2 separate regions of the Sus scrofa genome follow, and region 1 is linked to region 2. A link is a contact called in public HiChIP or PLAC-seq data. All regions are on one chromosome and are shown on one strand. The core of a region is the stretch at or near the end of the contact, and the rest is flanking DNA. Distances in the headings are between cores, read along the strand shown. Region 1 has its middle 640 kb from the start of CASTOR2. Region 2 overlaps LOC102168016 (a long non-coding RNA gene).

Region 1 (6,302 bases), core at 526-3,025, 570 kb after region 2:
GTTATTTCTCTTTATCCCATTTCATACCAACAATATTTCATGACCGCAGCTATGTCCCAGACTCTATTAAAAGGTTTACATTTGTTACCTCACTGAAACCAGGAGCTAGCAAACTGTTTCCCTAAAGGGCCAAATTGTAACTCTTTCAGGTTTCAGGTACTCTGTCCCAGCTACGGTGCCCTGCTCCTGCAGCATAAAAATAACCGTAGGCAATATGTAAATAGGTGAGCCTGGCTGGGTTCCAATAAAACTATTCAGACAAACAGGCTGAGCTTGACCCACTCTTAACAACCCTTTGAAGTGAGTATATTATTCATATTCATTTTACAGAGGAGGACGTGAAGCATAGAAAAATGAGTAAGCAGCTTTCCAAAGATCCTACAGATTTGGAAGTGGCAGTACAGGGTGTGTTCAATTCTAGGGCCAGTGTAGACACCACGTGGAAATGAAGACAAGTGCCTAAGGGGGAGAGAGATGGAAGAAGGGCGCTTTCCCCAGAGAGCTGCCCCATTTTCATTATTGCAAGCTTCCCCCTAGGCTCCCATCAGCTCCACACTGGCAATGGACTTTTCCTTGTGGGTTGGGGTTCTTCTTTAGGGCTGCAGTGGCTCTTGTTTGTCTGCCATGGATGTCAGGCAGGCGAGTCAACTGTCATTAATTCTTCTCGAGTAGAATGCACTTTCCAGAAGATTTCAGGATAAGAACAACAGTGGTTTCTTACTTTGCCAGGAATTTCAGTCTTGATTTTCTGTAAATGCATTAATGGCATTTGCCCATTTAACAATTACAGCATTGCATGGGTGTGTGTGTGTGTGTGTGTGTGTGTGTGTGTGTGTGATGCCAGACTTTGAACCAAGTCCTGAAAATATACCATAAGACAGTAAAAGGGACAGAGAGGTGACATCTAGACCTGTGTGTGATTGACTACATTTTGCTTAGGTTTACAAACTTCATTTAGTCTTTGTGTTATTCTGATTGATGCTCACAACCTGAGCTAAGTATCATTCATTCCATCTTTTGTTTTGTTTTCTTTTCTTTTTAGGGCCACATGGAAATTACAGAGCTAGGGGTTGAATCGGAGCTGCAGCTGTAGGCCTACACCACAGCCATAACCATGCAGGATCTGAGCTGCATCTGTGACCTACGCTGTAGCTTGCAGCCACGCTGGATCCTTAACCCACTGAGTGAAGTCAGGGATCGAACCTGTATCCTCACAGACCCTATGTCAGGTTCTTAATCTGCTGAGCCCCAACAGGAACTCCCATTCATTCCATCCTTACAGTAAAAAAAGCTCAGGCTGGGAGTTGCAAAGATGTGCAGACAGCCTCACAGTGACAGTTGGGTGGTCCAGTTGAGTCTTGGGCTGGGGCCCTCTGACCTCTGATTTGGTGCCCTTTCGGCCACACCTTGCTGCTCTGCCATCCCAGAGCTATGCTCTGCACTGTTCCTTACACCTTTCCCTCCTGCACCTCCAGCTGTCAGCATCTCTGTCTGAACTTTATGTAACCTGGCTCCTTTCCAGGCCCTCTGGCAGCTGTCCCAGTCCTCATTTTCTATCTACCCAGCATCTCCCAAGTTCCCCTCTGAAGCTCTTATCCTTCTTTGGCAGCCAAATGCCCTCTATTTTATTTTCTCCCTAGGGCACACTCATAGGATGGAGAAAAGCCGAGAGATTGTTCACTTTCTTAACAGGAGCTGCTTTCAATTCAGCCACAGCTGCTACACATTTCAGAAGTGAGATGGATCCCAAGACAGATGGTTCAGCAGTGACTATTTTAAGCCCCAGAGTCACAAGAACAGATCCAAAATAACTCCATCCAGCAGGGGTCAAATGCAGAGCAGACCTGCTGGCTTTAGAGAAAGTGTGACCCCAGCTCTTTGGAGTCATTGAGTGAGTCAGCATTGGTGTTATCTAGTTAGTAAGACTTCTTCTGTACAGCTTCTAAGACTGCTGTTTCGGGACTGACTGGGCCCTGTGTTCAGCTGCTGCTCTCAAAAAAAAATCTTCCTCTGATGGCTTCAAAACTCTAATTTGAATATGTATGACAACTACTAAGATTTATACCAGGGAAAACTGCAATCCCCTGTGTATGTCAGCTAATTGCAACAGTAACGCTGTGTAAGAAATTACCTCAGAACTTTGCGGCTTAAAGCAACCCTCATTTATTCACTTTCCTGTGCCTGGGCTTGGCCGGGGGTCAGCTGATCTAGACTCAATGGGTTGATCTTGGCTCTGAGCTGTGGATTTGCTCAGGCTGCTCCACCGAGCTCTCATCCTTGTTGGGCCTGTTCAGAGCATGTTCTCATGGCAATAAGAGAAAGGCAAGAGGGAAAGTCTGACTACACATTCATCTTCAAGACTTTGTTTTTGTGTCTGTTAAAATCATATGGACCAAAGTAATTTACGTGAGCAAGCCCAGTCATATGCTGTGATGGCTCATTATCCTTTCCCCTCTAGGGAGGAATCAGGGCCATGGCAGATGGCCTGACTTCTCCCTTTGGAATGACCCTGAACTATCACTGCACTTTTTTTGTAACTTGGTTTTCTGCCTTCTGTCCACTAAGTGGGCTGCTTGATGCTGTTAAATTCTTCAAGCTGACTCCTCAAAGAGTTTTAATAGATTTGGGAAGTCTGGAGATACAGATAGGATGTGTGAGCAGAGGGTATTTTAAGGACCTGAACCCCTTTATTTGCATACCTCCATTCAGGCATGTAAGAGTGACTTTAGTTTCAATGAGAAGACCAGAGAGGTGGGGGTCACTGGAGATGGCAGCACATGCAAGATGACACTTTTCTGTTTTTAAGGCCAAGAGAGCATGTCTGTGTAGGGACCAGGGATTGAAATATGCACCACAGCAGTGACAAGGCCGGATCCTCAACTCACTGAGCCACCAGGGAAATCCTGCAGGGATTTTAAATACCGAGACCGTGTAACACTGGACAGTGTAGCTGCTATAATTACACAGTGTTCCTCACTTCATATCCCTCTGTCTGGCACACCTGAATCTTGGTGAAAGAAGCATCTGCTTCCAGAATCACTGGGGCAATGATGTGATGCCATCTGTCTTCCAACAGTCTCTACCATGCTGCCCTCCTTAATATGATCATGGCATGTGTCACTATATGATATTATTTGTGTTATTTATTTTTGGCCCAGCTCTGCCACTACTTCTGTGGGCAAGAATTCTGTGTACTTCATTGGGGATTATATCCCCAGAACCTAGACTCTGACAGATGGTATTCATCCAGAAAGAATTCAACGGATACTTGTTGAATAGGTGAATGCAGAGACCTATCCCGCTGAATGGTAGGGAGTGGGTATTCAGTGGATATTAGTTCCTTCCTACCTGCCTTTTTTCTTCTTCTTCCCTTTTTCCATGTATAGATTGATATCCCCACCTAAAACTCAACTTCATGTTGCATGCTTCTAAAACGCATTTTCCAAGGTGCAAGGTAAACATCCCTTTAGCTTTATTAATATTTAGGGTCAAAGGGTAACTTCAGAGGGGAAAAGAGATAAGGTCTTAGAGGCCCAGTTCTTCTGAAATTCAGATGTGAGGGCCCTTTAGCAGCAGGAAGGAGAGAACAGTTAGATATTTAGAAATGATCTTGCTCTCCATTCTCAGAACTATATTGGAAATGGGCAACGAGCATCACCTAGGAATCAGATATTCTACATTCTAGTGTGAAGCTAAGCAGGCCAGCTGTGGTTGCCTGAATCATGGCTTTCCATTTATGTCCACATTTTAATCCCCAGAGCCTCAAAATATGTTAGACTACTCAGCAAGAAAAGGAATTAAGGTTATAAATGGAAGTAGGGTTTCTAATCAGTTGACCTTGAGAAAAGGAGATTAGACTGGATCATCTGAGTGGGCCCCAAGTTCAAATTTCAGTCAGCCCAATTGTTAAGAAATAAAGGTTTAACTTAAATGGAGAGGAAGGGGACCGAAGGGTTGCTGTCAGAGTGATGTTATGGGAAAAAAGTCCACCGGCCATTGCTGGCTTGGAAGATGAAAGGGGCCATCAGCCAAGGAATGTGGGTAGTCTCGAGAAGCTGGAAAAGCCAAGGAAATGGATTCTCCTCTGGACCCTCCAGAAATCAACATATCCCTGCTGCCACCTTGACCTTTGCCTGGTGTGGACTTAATATACTCCATAACTGCAAGGAGATGATTTTGCATTGTTTTCACCCACTATGTTTTTAATGGCTTTGGTTTGTTACAATAGCAATCAGAAACTCATACCCCCATTTACTAATCTGGATTATAGTTTAATCTTTAAAACCAAAGGAGTGGAACGAGATGGCTCCCACAATCTTTCCAGTCTGAATTTCCTCTCAGTAGGAAATCTTCATTTTTGTAAACCATCAAAGAGGCAAATCATGTGATGACTGAAGTGCAGAGTCAAGCTGACCCCCAGCTCCCTTTAAGCTTGTTGGCTCATTGGGAAGGTCATCTATCCCCTTCCCATAGGTGCCATGAGGACTAAGGAGTCAATTATGACTCAATCCATTTTATTTGTTTTCTTCCATCTTTCTTTTAGTCTTTTTTTTTTTTTTTTTTTTTTTAAGGGCTGCACCCATGGCATATGGAGGTTCCCAGGCCAGGGGTCCAATGGGAGCTACAGATGCCAGCCTACACAACAGCCACAGCAATGCAGGATCCAAGCCATATCTGCAACCTACACCATAGCTCATGACAATGCCATATCCTTAACCCACTGAGCAAGGCCAGGGATCGAACCTGCAACCTCATGGTTCCTAGTCAGATTCATTAACCACTGAGCCACAATGGGAACTCCTCTTTTAGTCTTTATTCTCTTTTAGTCTTTCTTTTCTCCACTCTAGTGGAGAGAGCACACACATATGGGACAGTAGAGACCCTGCCCTAACTTCAGCTGGAGCAACTTCGGTGGGTTTGGTTATTGGTTTTGGTGCCAAGGCTGCATCACTTCTACTTCCCATGCTCCTCTGCAGACCTTACCAAGGATGATGCCCGTAGAACATCCTCCTGGGACACACCTTCAAGACTCTGGCTTCCCCCAGCCTGAGCAGGGATTTCTACTTCAGAAAGTGATCTAAATACAGCTAAGGGAGATGCCTGGAAACCTTGGGGGACATGCTCGCTCAGGGGAGAATCCAACTCTCACCTGCGAACCACAGGCAAATGCCCAACAAGGTTGTATTTCAAGACTCCTGGCCAGGATCTGATGGAAGAATTAAAGAAAGGGAGGCATTTCAGGCTGAACGAGGAGGCACCTGGAAGATTACAAGGCTTCAGTGTGACCTCAGTCAGAGGTAAATAACCAGTTATTCAGAGGGTTCAGTTTGAAGAATGATGGAGAAAGATTCCCCCCATCCCAGGCGGCACTTACTCTTTGAGGTCACACTTTTTTTTTTTTTAAGGTACAGTTCATGTTCTATCCAAAACTAATGTATACCTTTCATAGGGACTTTATAATATCTAAGGCAACGCTATGCTTATGTAACAAGTGATAAAGCCTTATATTTTATCCTAGAGATCAGATTTAACATTTGAATTCTGCAAATACGTCTGAAGAGGTTCTGCAGTTGGGGTAACCCAGGAAGGTTTAAATCACTGGTGTGTCATCCTTGCTGAGAGCAGAGTACGTCGGGGAGAAAAGACACACATAGGGATCCTTAAAAACAGGCACATTTGGCATGAAAAGAATGGAGGGAAATACACTGCACAGATGAGGAGCTGGAGAGACTGAAGGCAACTTTTGTGAACTGTGCTGTGGGATTTCTGCATCCTGGCCTTAAATGTACTCTCTGGAGGGGGATGGGGAGGTACTCTCTGGAAAGTGCTCACAAGGAGAAAACAGTCCCTTTGACTGTATAAGAGTCACTTTTATTTGGGTTAATGCTTTGGTTTCCCACAGCACCATCCCATGAAGGCTACAGGGAGCGTGAACCAGCCAGTCTGACCTCGAGGAGGAGGACATTTCCTTATACTCACCAGAGAGGAAAAGAGAGCTTCCGACCCATCCTAGGGCAAGTCCCAGGTAAGGGAGAGAGGGTTGGGCCTGAGGTTTTTCTAGATGGTGAAGTCTTAAAATGCCCTGCCATGTGGAGGCCAGCAGACAGTTAGAAGGAAGACCCCAAACTGGGGGCCAGAGTCTCCACCTTTGCGTGATGGAACAAGACTTCCCTGACTCGTGGCATTTTCCCTGTTTATTTTCCTAGTGCTATGTCACCACTGGAACATCAGTATTTTAAAACTCGCTTTCAACCAACATCTCCTAGTTGTTCCATCCCTTTTGTCTGCCTGAAAGCAGCTCT
Region 2 (6,583 bases), core at 3,858-6,357:
CTGGGGAAGCAGAAAAGACAGGTGTTGCCGGTGGTATGTGATTAATGCCTGGAAGTGTCGGGCACACTCCGGAATCCTCCAGGAAGTCCTTGGAGGGCCGAAAGAGGAACTTATTGCACGGAGTGTGGTCAGGGTGGCAGCTGGAGACAAAGGAGGCTGTCGACGTTCGTTGCCCCTCCTTATAGATCTTACATGGGCTCCCAGGGTGCATGGAGATGCTCTGGAGGAAGCAGCGCGGGAGCGGGGTGGGGTCTGGAGCCCCCCCACCCCCGTCTGTGGCCCTTCCTTTGCCTCGAGCACTGCGGCCCGTGGCTCCTCTGTAGTTGCTTTCAGACAGTGTGCAGCATGGTTTGAAAACCACTAAGGAGACCCAACTTGCTCACTGTCTGGGGAGCTCACACCGGGGGCAGCCTCATGGCTGAAACCTCTCATTTCCTCTGCTCTCCCACCTTCCTCCCATGCCCTTCCTCTTTCTGGAAGTCTTGGTTGAAATGTCACTTCCTCAGGGAAGCCCCTCAGGTCTCCCCGACCAGATACCCCCTCGTGGCTCCCTGGATGTTTTCAAACTTCCCAGTGGTGAAGTTATGCAAACCTTGGCATCAAGGCTGGTTCATGTTTCCTCGCTGGTTCTGGTCTTGGTCCTGACTGTCTTCTCCACCGATGGGGACCCCGCAGAGGCTCAGAGAAGGTGAGAAGCAGGGATAGACTAGCTCCCCGTGTGGCCCCTTTCCGTGGACTGGGCATCGCTGGTGCTGGAAATGAAGCATGTTGGTATGAGGGGGTCACCCCCCCACTCCCTCTCAGAGTGGAGGAGAGCGATCCACGCAAAATACAGAAAACTGCCAATTCATTCCTGGTTTCAACAGTCCAATCCAGAGACAGAAAGGGCAGGGCTGGTTGCCCAGGGCTGGGGAGAGGAATGGTAGCTCATGTTTAATGGGGACGGAGTTTCAGCTGGGGACAATGAAACATTCTGGCGATGGATGGTGGAGATGGTTGACGGTGTACTGAGTGCCACTGAACTATGCACTTAAAAAGGGTTAAGATGGTAAATTGTATGTCATGAGCGTTTTGCCACAGTTAAAAAATCCCCTGTATCTAAATAAAACTTCTTCTGCAGAACCCACCAGTCAATCAATCGATGCTTTCAAAACCATTCATTGAAAAAAAATTCCCAGTTTCTGACAATGCTAAGAGAAACGTTAAGAAAGTTCCAAGCCAGTCGAAGATGAAGAACCAAGTCCTTATCTGACCCGAGTCCCTCGATTCAGCTGGAGGGCGTGGTGCCTGCAGGGAGATGTGTTTCTGGGGGGTGGGGCGGGGGCCCTGGGAGGCTTCAGGGGAGCTGGTCTTCCAGCTGCAGTTGCAGAGAAGGTGGTGGAAGTCTGGACAGAGGGGTGTGTAGGCCTCCTGGGCCCTAAGCAAGGCTTCTGAGGGGTCCCTGCCGGGGGAAATTCTATGAACCAGAGGTTGGTTTATCTTATTTAACTAGTCCCTCTGCCCCTGGGCAGGGCCACATTTCAGCGGGAGGCCCCTAGGGCTCACGGGGGCAGGCGTCCAGGGCTGAGGTCCCCTCTGCAAGGCAGGATCCCTGATGCTCTGGGAAGACAGCTGACCTCAAGGAGGGGGTGGGCCCACCGGCCTAGCCGGGTGCCCAGGGGGGCGGAGGACCTGGGAGAGTCCAGGCCGATGGGCACTGTAGGCCTGAGCAGGAGCGCTCGTGACAGCCACCAGGTGTCTCCCTTGCTTCGTGTAAGATGTTTGCAGGCTCCTGTGCACAGGCCTGTCTGCAGCCAGAGGAGGCCCCAGCATGCATGGACTTTGGTGGTTGGTGGTGCGGCAGGAACGAGGGCTTGGCTGGCTCTCTTTTTAGCTGGGCAGCCACACACCTGGCGGTGCCCCTACCCCTGCCAGGGACCCTGAGCTGGGCAGCTCCTGCTGCTTCCCACCTGGCCCTGTTTTGGCTGGTAGTCTGGGCAGCTGGCCCTGCCACCCTTGCTTCAGTGCCCATGGCCAGCATACGGGGGAGGATTAAAGGGGATTGCACGGGCGGACTGCAGAGCACAGGCCTGGCACATGTCAAGGCTCAGGTCCTGGTCGTCAAGGGAACAATGAGCATTTGGGATCCCAAAGCACAGGGGGCCAGAGTGACACGTCCTGCCTCAGCTCGGAGTGTGTGCTTTGGAAGGCACAGGTCTTTATGGCACATCCACGGTCCAAAGAATAAGTGCCCCACTCTGCAGGGGCGTTGCTGTGTGGCGGGTGGAGGGAAGGGCGGTGGTTCTTTGGTCTGTGTGCTCCTGGATGGGGCCCCTCCAGAGCCCTCCTCCCGCTGCCTGCCCTCGTCATGAAGGCTCAGCTCCCAGGTCTGGATTCCAGGGCTCGAGGAGCCGGTGGGGAGGATGTCGGAGACCCAGGCCCTTCCCGTTCCTCCTGTGTCTCCACCCCGCCCCCACCCCAGCAGACCAGCTTGGAAGGGTAGATGGGGAGGTGGTGTCTGTTTCTTTCTGTTCTAGAAAGACTCGCTATCTGTCTGCCCCACTCTGCCAGAACAGCCTAGCAGCCCTGAGTCTGCCTGTGTATTCAGCCCTTGAGGGCCTACTGTGTGCCAGGCACCCTTCTAGGTGTTGGTAGCCCAGCAGTAAACAGGACGGACACAGGATCAGCTCCTAAGGAGTTTGTAGCCGGGAGGAGAGCCGACGTTAAACAGTAGACCGATAAATGCACCAGTGTATTCAGTGTCTTTCACATGGTGACGGCACATTCCTTCTAAACTACTGAGGCTGATGGGGTCTCATGGTCATAGGTTCACACTGTGTGTAAGCAGATGTTCCTGGAGGGACCTTGCAGGGCCACCATTCCAGCCTGAGGACACCAGGGCTCCTCACAGGCAGGTGTCCGGGCTGAGATCCGCCTGCAGAGGGCCTGGTTCCCTCACGCCTGCAGGACCTCAGAGCCTCGTTTTGAGACGGCTGGCCTCCAGAAATCCTTTGCCTCCCACAGTGAGGCCTCAGTGCTCCTGGGTGACCTCCTTTCCTTCCAGAAAGCAGCTCTGTGGGTGAGACTGTCCCTTCTGGCTACGACGTGGAGATGCCTGGAGAACAGGGTATGGGTTCTGATCCGTGTCACTTCCACCTAGGCAAGGACCCTGGCGGCCAGGTTTGCTCTGGGTGACTTGCCAGCCCCAGTGGGGGGCCCACCCTCTCAGCTGGCTTTGTGGTGGGACTTCTGCATAGGCAGGTTTGCTCAGGCCGGTGCCTGTGTCTGGACAGCTGCTGCTGTCCCTGTGTGGCCCCTTCCCTCTCAGGTGTGTCCCTGTTTGGGTGATAACTCAGTCATCACTTGCTTCGAGGGAATCTTTGACTTGGATGGCTCTTCCTTTCTGAGGGCAGAACCTTCCCCTTGTCCCTGGAAAATGGTTTGGAAATGCTTTCCCTTGGCCTGGAGATGAGCAGGAGAAAAATGGGCAAAACACATTGTATGCGAGGAAGTGCCAAGTTCTTCCTCTTCTCTTGAGGTGTGACAGCCGTGACCCTGATAACACTAAGGACACGATCTTGGCCCAGGCTCTGTGCAGGGCACTGAGGACAGGGTCCCTGTCCTCGGTGGGGCCCTCAGCCTGGAAGAGGGTCTCATGGTCCTGCAGGGACCCAGAGAAGCCAGCGGTCACCAAATAACATGCTGAGACAGTGCATGCTCAGGGCTATGGGGACCCAGGGGGAGAGCAGCCGGCTCATACTGGGGACGGGAAGGCTTTCTAGAGGCAGAGGGGACATTCCTGGAGGAGGACACTGCCTGTGCAAGAGCCTGGTGGTGACAGCAGTGACTCAGGACTGTGGGTGTCGATTGCAGTGGGGATGGGGGAGATGCCCTGAGGAGGGGACCAGGGCTCCACGTGCTGGGTGGGGATTCTGCCCTTTCCCTGGAAAGTTGTGGGTCAGGAGGGGACACGCACTGTCCTTCCTTCCAGGTGTCACGTGTGTGGGGCTGGAGAAGGTCTGGCTCTCCAGTATCCTGTGCCACGTGGCAAGAGGGAGCCCCTGTGAGGAGGCAAGAGGGGAGTGGGGCTGCTGAGACACAGGGGATGGTGCCCCTTGAAGGTGGTCTCAGGCCATGCGGAGGGTCACTGCTGGGGCAGGAATGGCGCCGAGGGGCAACTGAGACTTGGCGAAGATTCGGCACATAGCGGTGTCTCCCACACAAGGCATTCAGGACCCTGTGTGTGCCAGAGACACAGTGCCAGGCCGCTGAGCCACTGGCAGGAGAAGCTGAATGTGGGGTCATCCCATCCCCGAGGGGATGCTCCCCTGGGGCAGCCGGGTGACCCCGGGAGGGCGCTGAGCTGTGGGTCACATGACCCAGCTTTAGGCTTGGGCTCAGCTTCCCTGCCCGTCTCTTGGGTTCAGCACTGCCTTCTCCAGAATCGGTTTTTATCCTTCGTCGTGAACAACTCTTGCTTTTTTTCCCCATGATGCGAGAAACTGGGATAGTTTCTGGGCTTTTCTGCTGAGGTGGGAGCAGGCTGGGGGGGAAGCCGGTCCTGGAAAAGAGGGGTGTAAAGGCAGCACAGGGCCAAGTTCCTGAGCATCCTGGTTCTGCGGGCTCCCTGGAGTGTTCGGGGCCAGGGAGCAGGAGGGCTGGAAGGGACTTATCCAACCCTCCCATTTTACAGAAGAGAAACCAAGGCCTGGAGGTGGGTGCAAACTGCCCACGTCAGGACTCCACCTCCTTGAGTCTCCCTCCGTCCCTGCTTCTGTGAGGCTGTCAGGCTCGGGGCTGGGATATCCTGGGAGGAGGGGAAGGGTGAGGGATTTACTGGGAGCAGGGGAGGGGTGAGGGATATACTGGGAGCAGGGGAAGGGTGAGGTGGGCCCCCCGATTGGAAGAAGCTTCTGGAAGTCCTCTGAAGTCTGGTATCCTGGGTGTGGGGGAGGCCCCAGGCCGGTGGGGCTGCAGGGAGACACAGCCTGCCAGGCTGCAGACAGTGCACCGCAGGCCTCTGAGCCTGTTTCCTCAGCTGTAAAAGGAGCCAGTTGGCCTGGACAATAGCAAAGGCCCTCCTCCTCCTGTTCCAGAATCGCAGTCCACTCTGGAGTAAAGGAGCCCCCTTTCTGTTGGCTCGTCCGCTGCTCACATCTGCACACCAGCTGGAAGGGATCTGAACCTATCTGGGACTCTCTCCCACCAGCGCTGTTTATTTTTGGACCTATTTCCAGCTAAGGATTCCGTGGGCCAATGAGAATGGCTTCTGGCGCGGTGTAGCCGTGACCTATGTATATTTTCTGTGCGCGTCTTCCAGGGCTCGATCGGGTTTCCACATTGCCTGAGCTCTTCATGTGAATTTGGGCAGATCAGTTAGTAATTAGTATCTTTAGTAATTAGTACTTTCCAGGGTCTTTGTGGATGGATGGTCCACCTCCTGGGAGGGCATCAAAGGGGAAGGGCGTGTGGGTGATGTGTGTATGCAGTGTGCATGTGTGTGTGGCGTGTGCATGCACGTGTACGTGTGTGTGTGTGTATGCCCTGTGCATGTGTGAACACAGGCACAGGCATATGTGTGTGTGAGACAGAGGTGGGGCGGGCCTTCTGGAAGAGCGTGGGAGGGCACCTGCAAACTCAGTAAGTCCCCAGGCAGATTCTGTTATTTGCAACCAGTCCCTCGGGGGCTTCATGGGTTTGGAGGGGAGGGAAGCTGGCTCTGTGGGAAAGATGGAGCTGGGCACTTGGAAGGCACTTGACATTTCCTTAGGGGTTTAGGAGCTTTCGCTTGTCTGGGATGAGTGGAACACCATCTCCTGGCTCCCAGTTAGACAGCGCAGAAGGCCTGGGTTCCAGATCTTTCTCAGTAGTCCCCAGCCCTGTCCATACCTGGCTGGTGTGGAGTGTGGAGGGCAGGAGCCCATAAGTGCAGAGACTGGTGCAAAAGGGGCTTCTGGAGGCTGCTAGAGCCTAGCATTTCACACCAGCAAGACTAGGAGAGCCCGGCCTGCCAGAGGCAAGCCTGTAGCATGCCGCTTGGATAATGCAAACATGATGGTGTGGCAAACAGGTTACAGCTAAATCAGTTTGCTGCAGACCTGATCTGCAAGACACTTGTGATTATAAATGTTAATACGCTCACTCGGGGTGATTAATTTTGCAGCGACTGATTCTCACCAGCGTACTTCCTTCTATCGCTAATGTGACATTTGCGAGCTCCATACTTTCATTACCTCTTCTTGCAACTATCTGTTCTGAGAACATGGGAAATGGTTTCTCAGAAGTCGTCTCCATAAACAGGGCAGGCAAGAGGTCGGAACTCAAGAGCTGCTGTTGCTTCCACGCGCCTGCGGGAGGGGGGGAGTTGGCAGTTCCTCCAGATGGCCCAGAGCCTGCCTTGGAGCTGCCTGCCCCTGGGTAAGCCCAGGGCCTGTCATGCACTGTCTGATCGTGGTTCAATGCTGTAGCCTATGCTTTTGGGCCTATAAAATAGATCTAACCCCAAGTCTTCTGTTATGTTTGTGGAATAGGCCTTGTGAAGAGCAAAGGAATTAGTGGCTGAAAAGAGAAGGGCTTAGTTTAGTGCCATCTCATGGTGAAGGCT

What was found. HiChIP or PLAC-seq counts read pairs in DNA pulled down with a chosen protein or histone mark.
Region 1: an H3K27ac HiChIP or PLAC-seq map of skeletal muscle shows a contact between it and region 2, with 3 times the contacts expected there. The contact joins two enhancer-like sites. A contact is called at or near these places in 1 of 47 Hi-C or Micro-C datasets (heart right ventricle) and 1 of 2 datasets of contacts at active chromatin or transcription factors (skeletal muscle).

What each region holds. Positions count from the first base shown.
Region 1 is chr3:12,677,381-12,683,682 of Sscrofa11.1, forward strand. No RefSeq gene overlaps it. Among named protein-coding and RNA genes, the nearest start is that of CASTOR2, 640 kb to the left of the region's middle. Within about 2 kb of position 1,776, at least 10 of the 83 cell types and tissues checked have an H3K27ac peak or open chromatin away from gene starts, as enhancers often do. A contact at or near this core is called in skeletal muscle, where this site is marked.
Region 2 is chr3:12,103,289-12,109,871 of Sscrofa11.1, forward strand. The region is part of intron 3 of LOC102168016 (a long non-coding RNA gene); the gene reads left to right. Among named protein-coding and RNA genes, the nearest start is that of CASTOR2, 67 kb to the left of the region's middle. Within about 2 kb of position 5,108, at least 9 of the 83 cell types and tissues checked have an H3K27ac peak or open chromatin away from gene starts, as enhancers often do. A contact at or near this core is called in skeletal muscle, where this site is marked.